Linked DNA regions of Xenopus laevis: region 2 is linked to region 1. Evidence: chromatin contacts called from public Hi-C data. All regions are on one chromosome and are shown on one strand. Each heading gives the region's core, a stretch centred on a gene start, on an enhancer-like site or on the middle of the called end of the contact. The rest is flanking DNA. Distances are from core to core; before and after follow the strand shown. Region 1 overlaps garem1.L (GRB2-associated and regulator of MAPK protein-like). Region 2 holds the start of garem1.L (GRB2-associated and regulator of MAPK protein-like).

Region 1 (7,770 bases), core at 891-3,390:
CTCTGGCCCCAATACATTGAATAAGTAAAAATCCAGCCAATACCAAGGACTTTAATGTCAGACTGCAATTTACATTTGTGTATCAGAAAAGAAAAAGAACTGACCCATATAGCTGCACCCTTACACCTGAAAGCTCATGCGTAATCATTAAATAAAAATAACTTCTAATAATACATTAAAACAAATGTCCAGTGTGCAAAGACTAAAATATAGGTTAGTAGCGGGAACGCTGATTGACAAAAGTCACCCAAACAATTCCACTTCAAATGCCAACCCCTTCACCCACTTAGAGATCCCTCCTGTACAGTGGTTAGGTAGAGGCACTTATGTGAGTTATACCGGTGACACAAGGCCGTTGTTGGAACTGCCTATCGTGTGAAGTATACTGTGCCTCAGGCACACCTAAGCCGATGTATGTACCGATAGTGCTGACCCTCGGATCCAATAGAACCACCAACCCCTTCACCCACAGTGAGTTTGCTTCCAATCCGCATGTGAGTTGTTTGCCCTTATGCTAAGTCCCTATCTGATGTCCTCCCTAAAGTGCGCCTGACGTGTTTCACCAGCCACTTGAGGGCTTTATCAAAGGCATGCGTTGAGCTGGTAGCACACCTGTATTAGTAGCTGCAGGACCAATGGTAGTAGTTTGAATCGGCCAATCAACACAGGAGACGTCAAGGAGAAAGAACCCGCAGGTGTTAACCTGTCTCCCTGACTATCACAAAGTATGGTATTTGTGTATACATCTAAGGCTTCACTTTACAAAGTATGCCAACGTCAGTCAGATCCCTTATCTTATCCCTTATTTGATCTTCACGTACAGTTTACATTTTTGCCACAAGATGGCAATTCTGTACTCCCTGTAGCCTGATCTCTAGATTGAAGGCTGCACACAAAGCACTTTCTTTGGCTTGCCAGCAGGTGGCGCTTCTGTTTATGCAGTTTGGCGCCAGTATTCACATATGCATTTCTATTTAAGGGAGATGATTTCAGCATGTATTTAAATTAGGGAGAAAGTGCTTTTTGAAAGGAACTACACTGTGCTGGAGCAGAGGACCCTGAGCCCAGCACTGTTCTTGCACTTCTTGCTTCTCGATACAGACGCTAAGATACAATGAAAAAAGCGCTGCTGCCAAGTCAGACTCAACACTGAGAGGACAGGACCATGGTGGGTTAGCAGTGGAAGAATTAGAATCTACTGGGCCCCTTAAACATTGTATAAAAGTGTTTTTCTTGAATATACGCAGAAACGTATCAGTCAGTGCCTCACTGGGACTTGTAGCTCTTGGGACCACAACAATTGCAGGGATCTGCTGAGGTTCTGACAGCACTTTACTGGGATTGGGTTACTGCCATATCCTTCCCAAACTAACCACAGAACATCAGAAACATGGCACCCTGTGGAGGGAGACTTCACACCCGAAAGAAATTGTGAATTTTACTAAAATGACATCTCCCTTGTTATACTGTGCTGCAGTAGCGTTCTGGGACATAGGGCTGACATACAAGGAAATCATACAGCAGCCCTATATGTTAAATGGGACAAAATACCGTACATTTAGCTTGTACCTGATGCCCAGCACCTGAACCGGATTGTGAGGCACCAAGGGAGTGGTAGTGGAAGTAAAATATAAATTCCTTTATAGCATAAGGCTGGAAAGTACTACATTGTGCTAAACATTCATTTTAAGGTGAACTGTGCCTTTAAGGGGAGGGAACAACAAAAAGCAGGAGGGGGCAGGCCCGGACTGGCAATCTGTAGGTTCTGGCAAATGCCAGAGGGGCTGGTATAAGGTGCCATAGAAAGTCACTATTTAGTGGGCTGATGAGGGCTGAATGGGCCTCTGTGTGCCTGAAATGCCAGGGCCTATTTTCATTCTCAGTCCGGACCTGGGAGGGGGTAACCACTAGAATAAGTCGCACAGCAAGCGGGAAATAACATTCAATGCATCTCTTAATATTATTTCCATTACACAGATATAAGGATACAGAGGCGCTACAGGGGAAGCCATAAAGCCATTTTCTGAATGTGCCGAAACCAGTGATCTAAAAAAGCAAAGAGAATGTCAGTAAGAAGCTGCCTGCGCTGGGCGTGATTGTGTTTGAAAGAGTCTCAGACTGTACAAGCCGGTTTGTCGCATATTGTTCCGGGCAAAGCTATTTACTATTTTACTTCAGGGATCATCTAACAAGAATATCAACAGGCCCTGCTCTATAGTTTGAATGGAACTTCCCTCCACGTTTACATTAGTATGGTCCCCACATCACTGTGGCTGAAAGCAAATGTTCAGCAGCATTTTGTCCCATCCCCCCCATCCCCAAATACATATCTAGCTATTTCCAGCGTCGGGGTAAAGAACTCTTGAAAAATTGAAGTTTTTTTTTTAACCTGAAAATTCGAGGTTCGACTGAAAAATCCCCTCGAAAACTCAGGTTAAATACAACTCGACCTTTAATAAATCTGCCCCTTTGTCTTTAGAGTGCAGCATTATGCTGCATTATGATGCACCCAAGTACAGGTATGGGATCAGTTATCCAGAAATCTCCTATTTATGGAAAGGCTGTCTCCAACACTCGATTTTATCAAAATAATAATAATCACATTTTAATGATTTCCTTTTTCCTCTGTAATAATAAGACTTATTCCTAATTAAGATATAATTAATCCTTACTGGAGGTAAAACAATCTCGTTGGGTTTACTTAATGTTTAAATCTTTGTTTCATTGTTAGTAGACAAGGTATGGAGAGCCAAATTACAGAAAGATCCATTATCTGGAAAACACTAAGTCCTGAGCATTCCGGATAACAGGTCCCATACCTGTAGTAGATATTTTACCATGGATGACTGGGCTACTGTGAAATTGTGCAGGATTAAGAAGAATCAGCAGCGCTGCCAATTACTTTGCTGCTCTATCTTTATTGGGTTGCCTTGTCCTTTAAATCTGATGTCAAGTAAAATCAACATTTCGGAGCAAGTCCCATCACTCTTTTACTTTTCAAACATTTTGGGAAGAAGACGACACAGAAGTTTACTGAGTGAAAATAAGTTTATATATTATACACATTTATATATACAAGAAGACATTGTTTCCCAATGACGTTGCTGTACCACAATAAGAGTTACTACATCTCAGGTAGTGGTTTTGTTCTGTGTCTTTACGTTACATTATAAACATAAAAATAATGATAAGGAACGCTATGTTAAAACTGCACTTCATCAGTAACGAATATACCTGAAACCTAATGGGGCCAAAAAATAAAAACCCACGTTTGCATGGGTCACTGCAGCACTTACATTCTTCAGATGCTACTTCTAGAAGTAATGTCACTCTCTATTGTGCCTTCATTATCCCCTCAGGACTGGCCAATGGGAGACTTGGCTGGGACTTTTGGTTCAGGACAAGTACAGACTGTGAGCTTTTAAGTAAAAGGTTTAAGAACAGGATCTATATGCAGAATTCTGCCACGGGAACTACGGATAATAAAATCTGGATTATAATTCTCTAAATCTGTATAATTAGAAATAAGTCACCCATTTTGGATAATGAATATCAAGTGCTCCATTATGGCCCATTAGAGGAAAACATACTAAGCCGACTACCATTGTGGCCAAGTCGTTATACCTGACTATATCTTTTAAGCTTTGGCTCCTAATGTCCATTACAGGTTTATACGAAGCTTATAAATGCTTTTTCCCTTTAACTTAAAATATTGTAGCAGCTGCTTAGTATTCAGTGATGCCCAAGGCACACTGTGAGTGTTGTCTTAAAATGTTTGCATTGAGATACAGTACTAATTGATTCATCCACTCGTACCATTCACTGCATAGTAAGTATTTCTTCTTTTGTAGGATAATACACAGTCCGGACTATTTCTTAGTGCAAAACATTTGCAGATTGTACAAATAACACCGGCACTTTGACAAGTGCTATTTAGCTTTGATCAGTACCCTTTGCAGTACTCCCAATTACTACATCTTCGGTCGCCAGCCGTTAATAAACTGTAATAATTTTTTAACCTGTAGCTTGCTTAACTTAAAGTCCTCCGAGAGTATTTCTTCCGTTAGCTGGACAAGTAAATTCCCGTCAATTTTTTCGGAAACAAAGAAGGACACCACGTCCTCCGACAAACCGATGAATCGAAGGGATTTGGACACCTCTTCAACGGACAGTCCTGAAAGATCAGTCGGTGGCTGCCAAGGAGAACCATCCCCGCAAGACCTTGGTGCTAGCTGCATGTGAAGCGGTGACGAGAATGGGTAGGAAATTGAGAAAATATCCTGAACCCCCTTTTTAGCGAGATAATGTTCTTCTGAGAAGTCTGGAGAACAAGTCTGGATTTCTTCTTCGGCTCCATCGATTTTCATAGGCAGGGACAAGGGTTCCAAGAGAGCGTTTCCTTCGTTGGGTTTTGGTGCACGAGGTGGTAAGGCGGGACATGATAAACTTTGCTTGGTGCTATTGTCAGATAACTTTCTATCGGTGGAACTTTCTAGTGAGTAGCTTGCAGACTTTGGACAGCCCGGTACAATGTCGGAGAAGTCGCCCTGTGCCACCTGGTTGCACTCCGTAAAAGAACCACAGCCGCCAAAGTCAAACGGAGCTGGAGAGTTTTTCTTTGGTGTTCCTGGTGTCTTTTGCCGAGGATAGCTATAATAACTGCGGCACTGATCCATGTGCAGATCGTTCACGTTAAGGCCTTCCGCCCCGCCACAATATCGGTTTGGCCAGGACAGTCGGGAAGGAAGGGCTTCAGATGACGTGCTCCCACAAGTCAAATTGCTTTCAAGATCAGCGCTTTCATTTTTCATCCAGTTACATGGATAGCAGGAAACTTGAGAATTATCCGAGGAGTTGGTCGTTTCACTCTCTGTGATGCCTCTGAAAAAACACAAATTCAAGTTTATGAATACGACTAGCACGTAGGCTTATAAATCTAGGCACAGAGAGAAAAAAAATAAGCTTTTTTTATGGGTTTTCACTTCATTCAGCATGATAATAAAACTGCAAAATTTCCTGATATAAACACCCAAACTAAACTATTCTTTTTCACAAATAGAATACATATTTTTAACGAGACGTAAATGGTTTAGGAGCATGTTTATCGGAATAGAAGTGCACATTGCTGGGCCAAGCAATGGAATCCACCAGTTAAAACTAGTGAAACCTGTCAACGACTCTCAGCATAAATGTGTTGTTTTTAGGGATGCACCGAATCCATTATTTTGGATTCGGCCGAACCCCTGAATCCTTCGTGAAAGATTCGGCAGAATACCGAACCGAATCCTAATTTGCATATGCAAATAAGGGGTGAGAAGGGGAAAATTTTTTTACTTCCTTGTTTTGTGTCAAAAAGTCATGCAATTTCCCTCCTCAACCCAAATTTGCATATGCAAATCTGGATTCGGTAAGGCCGGGAAGAAGGATTCGGCGGAATCCGAATCCTGCTGAAAAAGGCCGAATCCTGAACCGAATCCTGGATTTGGTGCATCCCTAGTTGTTTTCAGCCATAAAAAAGTTAGGTTAAAGGACTTGTTAAATAAAACCTTGTTAAATAAAAAAAAATTGTGAAACAGATTTATTAAACAAACTACATTTTTCTGAAGTGATTAGAATAGCAACATATCCTCTTAAAGTCCAAGAACTTAATGGCAATAGACCCCCTTATTCAACACTGAATTCAATCAATGGGGGTTTTACTGAACTACTATTTTAAAAAATATTTATAGTGTTTGATGTTTCTTGCACTAAACAGAGAAGTCGAAGACTTTCATTGTCTGTATAAGTACAATTTCATGTTATAGTATTATGTGAACGTGTCTTAAATCCTCTTCACGCTGAGCTGACTCACAACCGCCATACTCTCAAGTATATCAGAGTAACAATATTGTTCATATAGATATTGGACCTGTTAGCCAGAATGCTGCGGACCCGGGTTTTCTGGATAACGGATCTCTCCATAATTTGGAACTTCACACCTTAAGTCTACCATAAAATCATGTAAACATTAAATAAACCCAATAGGCTGGTTTTGCTTCCAATAAGGATTAATTATATCTTAGTTGGGATCAAGTACAAGCTACTGTTTTATTATTACAGAGAAAAAGGAAATAATTTTTAAAAATGTGGATTATTTGGATAAAATTGAGTCTATGGGAGACAGCCTTTCCGTAATTCGGGTAACAGGGTTTCCGGATAATGGATCCTAGAGTGAATGTCACATAAGGAAATGCTATATGACGTCTCCTTAACAGCAAACACAGGTTGTATTTACAAAGAAACAATTTAAATATTTAGAGCCTTGGACTGTTTTGGCTCTGCGATTATCTGTGGTTTCTTCAGAGCTGGAAAGGTCAAAATCATATTGGTGTTGGCTGCCCACATTCATTTGTCTAGATGAGAACTTATTAGCAGACTGTATGTATTTCATTTGTTAGCTGACATGATTAATTATCTATTTATGATATGGCAGAATCACAAACCTTCAATGAAACGTATTTGCTTCCTGCAGTGTTTTTTATAGGCTCTTGGATGTCTTGTCAAAATGGCTTTCCTATAAGTATAAAGCTTTGGGATTCGCTGCAGGAGTCCATAGATGTGCGCTACAATTTACTAAGCTGCAGCAAAGGCTAAACAAACGGATGCAAATTATCAATCATTTAATAAAGTATTATTAGGTGCAACCTCATTTGGGGATTTTTGAAATCGGACTCCTTTAATATTTCTTGTTGTGTTATTGTTGCAATTAAGAAATATCTGCAAGCCATATACAGATGGTGTGTGGGGTAGCCACACAAATGTAGCTGCGCTTACGTTACCATGGTAATAAAGCCATTAGGAGCAAAAGCAGCAGCACTCTAAAGCTTGGGGGGGGGGGCGACGCTTCCCCATTAACAAGTATAAAGTGTCAGAAGCCCTGTTTTATGGGCCATTTACAAATGCAGCCACAACTGTAGTTGTACTAAATTGTACACAGATATTGCCCTAGGAAATTCTGGAGCTTCCGGCACCCTAAATGTCTTCCCACAGTGGTCTGCTTATTGCACTTTAATGCAGTGGATAGGTTCTGTGCCTAATAAAACTCTAATTACCGCTGCATCGCTAATCCACCTAGTAGAAGTATTAGCAATGGCTCTGAATTTTAAGCCTCATGCAGGTAGTACATTAGAACACACAGGGGCTCATTTATCAACACTGGGTAAATTTGCCTAAGGGCAGTTACCTATAGCAACCAATCAGTAAAAAGCTTTTTGAAACCAGCAGTAAGTAGAACATTGAATGCAGCAATCTGGTTGGTTGCCATGGGTTACTGCCCATGGGCAAATTTGCCCAGTGTTGATAAATGACCCCCTTTGAGTCTACTGATTCAGCAGCCAATATGGTGAATAAATAAAGCAAAGAGATCCAAACGCAGCTCTACTGTCCAAATCTCATCACATGAACCAAGGCCATTCTTTTTCTGGCTTCAAACCAAGAGCAGTATAACAATCTACACCAAAACGGGTCAGGGTGGCGGTAATATTACATAACAATTACTACTATAGGTATAGGATCCGTCATCTGGAAACCCATTATCCAGAAAGTGCAGACTTACAGGAAGGACATCTTCCATAGACTCTGTTTTAATCGAATAATTCACATTTTTAAAAATGATTTCCCTTTTCTCTGTAATAATAAAACAGTGGCTTGTACTTGATCTCAATGAAGATATAATTAATCCTTATTGGAGGCAAAACCATCCTATTAGGTTTAATCAATGTTTAAATTATT
Region 2 (7,667 bases), core at 2,363-4,862, 70 kb after region 1:
CAATGCCTGAAAAGGAAAAAATCAATTTAGGCCAACTCAGTAGTCACTAGTAATATCTATCTACCCAATCGATACATCCATTCCCAACATGTACTTAACCCTGATTCAGTTAGCTGTAGAAAAATGACTAGCAACGCCCTGAAATATACCATAATGAAAGCTTGTCTAATGCCGTAAGTGAGATACTCAAGGTCATACTGAGGGAATCAAGCATAACTACATTCAGAGAAACAAAGTGAGAGATTAGACCTAATTTATAGGTATGGTTGCTTTCAGTGACGTGTGGAGCTTTTTACCTTTCTTACCCCTATGTTCCTGTATGAGGGGGCTGACATTTGTGCAGCAGGAGTCCGTTAGTATTAGAAACTATAACTGACAGGCTGAGAAGGGACAGTCAGGTTGGCAAAACTGTCAGATTTAGGAACTTCAAGTAACAAGTACTTACAAAATCAGAACAATCAGCAAAAATGATCAACATGACCTATAGGCAACTTTTAATGTAGGTTAATATTTTGAAAAGAAAACTTCTAGTGTCAGTATCACTATAAAGGGGTAGTTTACATTTAATTTGCAACTTTACAACTAGTTTTAAATTTTTAAAAAAAAAATAATTTTTGAATTATTTTCCTGTTCTTCTGCCTCTTTCCAGATTACAAATGGGGGTCACTGATCCCGACAGCCAAAAAATGTGCTCTGTGAGGACACGAAGTTTCAGTAACTGATACTTAATTGAATTTCAGATGGCTAGGTTTCCTTCCTATATAGCAGCAGTCCTGCTATGCTTTATAGTTGAAATACTAGAGCATCATTCTTCAGTGATCAGATCCTTTATGAAACCTATTCTTCTGGTCACTGCAGATATCTTAAAGAGTGGTTCAGCTTTAGGTTAACTTTTAGTATGTTATAGAACAGTCATTTCTAAGCAACTTTTAATTAGTATTTGTTTTTTTAAAGTTTCTGAATTATTTGCCTTTTTCTTCTAACTTTTTCCAGCATTCAAATTGGGATGACTGACCCCATCTTAAAAACAAATACTCTATAAGGCTACACATTTTATTGTTATTGCTACTTACTACTACTCAGGCCCTCTGCTATTCATATTCAAGTTACTTATTCAAATAAATAAATGGTTGCTAGGATAATTTAGACCGCAGCAACCTGATTGCTGAAACTGCAAACTGGAGAGCTGCTGAATAACTCAAAACCCACAAATAATAATAATAATCCATGAAAATAAATTTCAAATATGACTTTCTACATCATGCAAAAAATTAAATTTAACGGTCAACAACCCCTTTAAGGCTAATGTTAAAGGATGAGTTTTCTCCGCCAACATGTGAATTAGATCAGACAGGAGTAAATAGTAAAGATATTGAGATAAGAAAGCTTAGCAAGTTAAAGGAAACACACTCATGGCAGTTTAAAAAAAATATGAAAAGTGGATATATTTGGCAACAGAACAAGGGCCAACACTGGTTTAAATATAATAAAACAGATAAATGAAAAGTATTCCTATATCCTTTAATAGAGAAGACATGGCAGCTAGGAGGTCTGTGCTGCCAATACACACAGCAGTGTAGGAAAGATCTGCATACTGAGCTCACATGAGTCACCTTCACAAAAACCCTTATGGGACTAGTTATATGATACCCAGAAGCAAAGGATTGCTCACATCCCCCAGCATCCACCTTTGTTCCAAAAATGCTATAACATCAGGGAAGAGCAATATGCAACTCTCAAACTGTGGTTGAAATAAAACTCATAGACCTAGCTGGCACTAGGAGCTGGCAGTTGTTGTTTGACAGCTGGTTGCTAGCTGGTTGGGCACCCCTGGCAACTGCAAAGGCAAATCGTGCTCTGTTTAGCATCATTCACATTGGCTTGGCTCATCTGATGGCTAAAGAGGAGTAGGCAGTAAATCAGCATGAATACTAGCATGGAAAGTCCAAGCTGGACAAATTCACACAGGGTTGCTCGCTTAAAAGAAACACCTTAAGAGCTGGCACAAAGATCAGGAGAGGGCAATGGGCAGACCAATAGAAAAGGCAGCTACCTAGATGGAATTCACAGGCATCGTCTGTGTGCATATCAGTGGCTTATGTCAGGGCACCTTCATCTGTTGCTTTGCACAGCCAGTCTGCCAGGGCAGAGTCAGTGAGAGAGTACCAGTTCTACACTTGGTGCCAACACCATGAATTATGTGTCATGTTTCGTGATACCCAGTAGCAGAGTAGCTAGAACCAGTATATGACCAATGCTGCCTGGTTATGCCCCCTTGCTGTCACAATGCCCCTCACTCTACCTACTCAATCTCGCCTTATTCCAAATATGCTACAGCCCTCTGCCCATAATGTGTGCCAATCTGCCTCTACTCAACCTCACTCACTGCCAGTCTGCCTCTACCCTCACTCACTGCCAGTCTGCCTCTACCCTCGCTCACTGCCAATCTGCCTCTACTCACCCTCACTAACTGCCAGTCTGCTTCAACCCTCACTCACTGCAAGTCTGCCTCTACACTCACTCAATGCCTGTCTGCCTCTACACTCACTCAATGCCTGTCTGCCTCTACACTCACTGCCAGTCTGCCTCTACCCTCACTCACTGCCAGTCTGCCTCTACCCTCACTCACTGCCAGTCTGCTTCTACCCTCGCTCACTTGCAGTCTGCCTCTATACTCACTGCCAGTCTGCCTCTACTCACCCTCACTAACTGCCAGTCTGCTTCAACCCTCACTCACTGCAAGTCTGCCTCTACACTCACTCAATGCCTGTCTGCCTCTACACTCACTGCCAGTCTGCCTCTACCCTCACTCACTGCCAGTCTGCCTCTACTCACCCTCACTCACTGCCAGTCTGCCTCTACCCTCACTCACTGCCAGTCTGCCTCTACTCACCCTCACTCACTGCCAGTCTGCCTCTATACTCACTGCCAGTCTGCCTCTACTCACCCTCACTCACTGCCAGTCTGCCTCTACCCTCACTCACTGCCAGTCTGCCTCTACTCACCCTCACTCACTGCCAGTCTGCCTCTTCTTGGTGCCAGTGTCCCAGCTGACATTGATTGTGCCAATAGGCATGTCGTGTGACATAACACTACGCTGTGCCGCTAACCAGTAACTTACCGCAGTCCACCCTGGCAATCTGTGGCAGCCGATAGGAGCTGACCAGCAGGTCCAATGGGAATGAGGCCGAGCTCCACTTGACATCCTTCAGAGAGGGGACGGGAAGCTCCATCCTTTACACACGGGGGGGGCTGTTGCACAGTTCGGGTAACGCCGGGAAGGAGTTCAGCCCAGTGTGTGGCTCGTTCCCTGCTGCAGCCCGCGCTCCCCGCCACTCATGGTCACATGTGCCTAAGCCAGGGCGGCCGCAGGGAAAGGCTCAGCTAGAAGCAGAGGAACGCTGGTCCTTGTCTCTCTCCCTTCTGCTCGGGTTTCTCTCGCCGCTCTTACTGCCTTGCTGCCGACACTATAAAACGCCATAGCAGCACTTACTCCTCTGACTAATCAACAGGGTGTACGAGACGCCTGCGCAGCCCCGGGAAACCCCGCCTCCTCGGACTAAACCGGCCTGGAAGGGCAAAAGCCTTCCTGCTATCCAGCATGGGAATGAGAAGTTACACAGGCTCGTCTAGCGCTGCAGCGACCCCGTGTGGCTGAACAGAGTTATCGCATGCCGGTATCATGCCAGACAGCAAAGCTCGAGACACACACTCTATGGGCCTATTTATTATGCTGTATAAAACGAAATTTCGCCAGAAAAAACGGTGTAAAAAGCTGTGGAAAATAAATGGTGAATTTATAAAAATGTGTTTAATTTTATGCCAAGTGAATGTCAGATTTGCTGCCTTTATTTTACACTGTCTCAGACCTTTGTAAGTTCTGGCTGAAGTTGCTCAAAGGAAAAGCGCATAAAAAACTATTCAATTTTTACACAGCGATGCCTGGCAATGTGACAAATTATTCACCAGTTTTTACACCACATAATAAATCTGCCCCATGATTCAGCCTGCTGCCATTGCCTCAGCTCACAAGCTACACGACTTCTTCTGTTACCCGACATTTAATGAAGTCGAGCTGTTTATTGGAGCTGGTTTCTACAGTCCCAGACATATTTACTTATAATACAGGTGTCACTTATGGAAAAATACATTTATTTATCCCGATAGGTAGCAACAGACAAGAGGTGCAGTAAACCGCAGGAACCAATCTGGAATTTAGCTTTGTTTCGTTTACTGTGGCTAATATAGTAAAATAAACACGTCAAGTCATAAGAAATGAATACGGCAAATTGCAAGATTACCCTTGTGTCTACTGGGACCTCTTCATTGAACCCCAATCCCTTCCTGCTCAGGAGATAATAATAACTGCATCCACTCACATAACTACATGTTAATGGGCCCCACAGAAACATTCATTTAGGGCCCCAAAATATTGGTAAATGTCAAATGCCAAGACTGAAATAGCTAATAGTGGAATTATTCATTAAAGGGCATGTAAAGGCGAAAAAATTAAATCCCATTTTTACTTTCTTAAATGAAAAAGAAACCGATCTCCAATATACTTTAATTAAAAAAATGTGTATATTTTAAGGCCTAAAAGCCATCATACAAGGTTTACCCCGACTTATGGCTGTTAAATGATTGTATGTGACTTACCAGTATTTACATTTGTAGGCTCGTGGGTTACTCTTTGACATCCCAAACACCCACTGTATGCTGTGTACTTTTTTGCCCATTTGAATTCGGGTTCTTTGCCTCCCTGTCCCTAACCTTATTTTAAACGCTCCTCTGGACTTACGGTTTTAATTTATTTATTAAAAGTTAAGTTTTATTGTTCCTTGAGTCCTCGGATTTAAAGATGGGGTGGTGCAACTTTAAGGGTTAATCTTTTTCTCTTTTGTGCTACTATTTATCCATATAACCCTGCACACCATTTGTCTGTTTCTCTTTGATTTAGGGGTGGTGCTCCCTTATTCAGGCTTACTTACGTTTTTATAAGAAACCTGACTGTAGGCAGTGAAATTCTCACTTCATTTACTGCTGTGGATAGGAATTGTCAGATGGTCCCTAACTGCTGAGCAGGGAAACAATCATACTTATGAACAGTAGGGGGAGCCCCCGCCTTACTTCCCAGCCATGCAGAACTCAAGCAGCTTTGTTTATGACGATCCCTAAGCAGCCCAGACCACACTGAGCATGTGCACAGTCTTAGTCTTGCAAAGATGTTTAACAAAGTTACAAGATGACAGCTCCCTCTGGCCAAAGTTGAAAGCATAAATTATTTGTTTGATTAGGCTTGTGGTACAGTAGGTTCATGTTTATATTTAGTATACAAAATACATAATTTCTAGCCTTATTCTATTTAAGACTTTACATGCCCTTTAAGTAAGGCCTTGCTGGGTCCCCTACAGTCCTGGGCAGTGTCTGCTTCCTCTGTAGTTACGCCCCTGACTACATCCAAGCATATGCTGACTGGTAGGGGTCTCATGCACCCCGGGTCTTAGAAGCTTGAGGAAGTGGCGAGGTCTGCAATGAAACACTTTAAGCCAGCCAAATTCCTGTCCCACTGTATTGCTTTTTTTTTTGCTTTGAAAAGGTTTTTATTGGAAAGCAAATCAAATGGTAACAGTGTGTCAGACAAAGGTTAGAAACATCATGTCACGGAACAGAAAAAAAGGCACAATCAAAACATTTATCACATAGGCAGTAGTTACCTCCGCCTCCCATCCCGCTCAGGACAAGAAACATGAAGACCCCCAGGTAGTTGTGCCACATTAGGATTACTAAACTTGTGCAGGTTGTAGGGGTGCAGTGCAGTCCAAGCTACCAGTCCACAGCCGCCAAATCTGTATGTATTTAAGCAGTTGACCTTTCTTATCCAGGGCAGCTCTTTCAATTGCGGCCACATAGTTCATAGCCACATGCCATTCCTGAATGGATGGTGGTTTGGGGTCCTTCCAATGCAAGGTTATCACTTTCCGTGCTTGAAATAAAGCCTTTAGCACAAAAATCCTGGTGTATTTGTCCAAGCAAGCGTCCAAGTCCAGATATAACAGACAAGATCTTACACCGGCTGCACTCCACCCCGGTATGGCACCATTCAGCCAAGCTATCACCTCCTGCCAGTACTGTTGAAGAGCCGTACATGCCCAGATCGTGTGTACCAGGGTGGCCACCTCCTTCTCACATCTAACACATATTGGTGATGGCACCGCTTTCATAACAAACAGCCTGTGTTTAGTAAAATATGCCATGTGGATGAAGTACAGTTGTACTAATCTATGTCTCTGCGACAGAGAGACCAGCAGTGGGGTTTTCAGGATCAAATCCCATTTCTCATCTGAGATAGCTCCTACATCCTCCTCCCATCTCGCCCTAGCCAGGAGCTCGGGGTCCCTATGTAGTGGGGTATGGAGCTGTTTGTACAGTGTGGAAATCAGCCACTGTATTGCGTTTAAGAATTTCAATAAAGTTGACTGATTTTAATACAAGCAGATCTCTCCATCCATGGGTGTGGGAGACCCCTACCAGTCCACGTATACTTGGATATAGTAAAATAAGCCACTCTGATTGGTTCTGAGGAGGCACTGCATTGCACCAGTGTGCATGCACATGGTGTTAGTATACCAACCTCAGCAATGACCTCTAAACTCACTACACCACAGACAGGTTATAACAATAGACAATGCAATGAGAATATGTTACTAGCAAACGTAGGGGATTCAAGTGCTGATTGGTTCACTCACCACTGAAGCTTTCTGCTTGCTCACCCTCTATTTACAACACCTCAGTTGTAAATAGAGGGTAGTGTCTCTTTTGTCTTACCCCTGGTTTTGAACCTGAACCCTAGTGTGAGGAAGTGTACATATAAGACAGTAGCTGCAATAGAAGTGTTACACAGACATAGCTGGAAGAGCAGAAGCTGGAAGAGCAAAGTTTCTCCACCATTAATTCACATGGGGACTGCAGTTGGTAGGGCTCAGGGTTTGATTTTGAAGTCCCTTGCAGTACACTATGGGGATCCTGGTACATTGGGGACAGCAAGGCTGGAACCAGGGGTAGTATGCAAAGGTTGGGGGGGGGGGTCACTAGGACCCTGGGCACATAACTCTTCTGCCTTCTGTAACTCCAATCTTGTGAATCATTGAGTGACCAGCAGGTGTTGGGGACAGACATCTTTGGTGTGATGTGATATTATGTCCTTATAGTTTAGCATTCTCCAATACTTCTGCAGGGGCCCAGCTAAGGTGAGAAGTCACAATATATTGGGTTTCTAGCCTTGAAAGCAGCTGGAGTTTGGTAATATAGCAAAAAAAAGTTACATAAAAGATGATAAATGATGAAACTTTACTAAAGACTTTTCCTTAAATCAGTTCCCAGTGTCTGGAATTCCTGAGACATGACAGAAGTGCTCCTGTCAGACACTGAATCTGGTATTGAAGAGACTGGCAGTTCTTTGTGAGATTCCTAGATGAGAGTACCTGAGCAAGGTTAGTTAACTTATATAACACATTGATAGGGGACTTGCACAGGTATGAACTGTAAGAAAGAGGAATAGTATGGACACACAGGAGACAAAGTGGAGAACTAGAGTTCCATTCTCCCTTAGTGCAAAGCTCAGGTAGCTTTTCAGTTAAATGCACCTGAATTGTCAAGGTCTCAGAACT

What was found. A called contact is a pair of places that touch in the nucleus more often than the background predicts.
Region 2: a Hi-C map of the XTC cell line shows a contact between it and region 1, with 7 times the contacts expected there. The contact joins the promoter of garem1.L here to the enhancer-like site in region 1. A contact is called at or near these places in 2 of 4 Hi-C or Micro-C datasets (the XL177 cell line and the XTC cell line).

Annotation. Positions count from the first base shown.
Region 1 is chr6L:119,396,486-119,404,255 of Xenopus_laevis_v10.1, forward strand. It overlaps garem1.L (GRB2-associated and regulator of MAPK protein-like), which reads right to left. Exons shown (of 6, transcript XM_018267965.2): 6 at 3,035-4,881. The coding sequence ends at 3,972. Among protein-coding and RNA genes, the nearest start is that of garem1.L, 68 kb to the right of the region's middle. Within about 2 kb of position 2,141, at least 1 of the 7 cell types and tissues checked has an H3K27ac peak or open chromatin away from gene starts, as enhancers often do.
Region 2 is chr6L:119,464,718-119,472,384 of Xenopus_laevis_v10.1, forward strand. garem1.L (GRB2-associated and regulator of MAPK protein-like) reads right to left here and starts at 3,613. Exons shown (of 6, transcript XM_018267965.2): 1 at 3,122-3,613. The coding sequence starts at 3,233.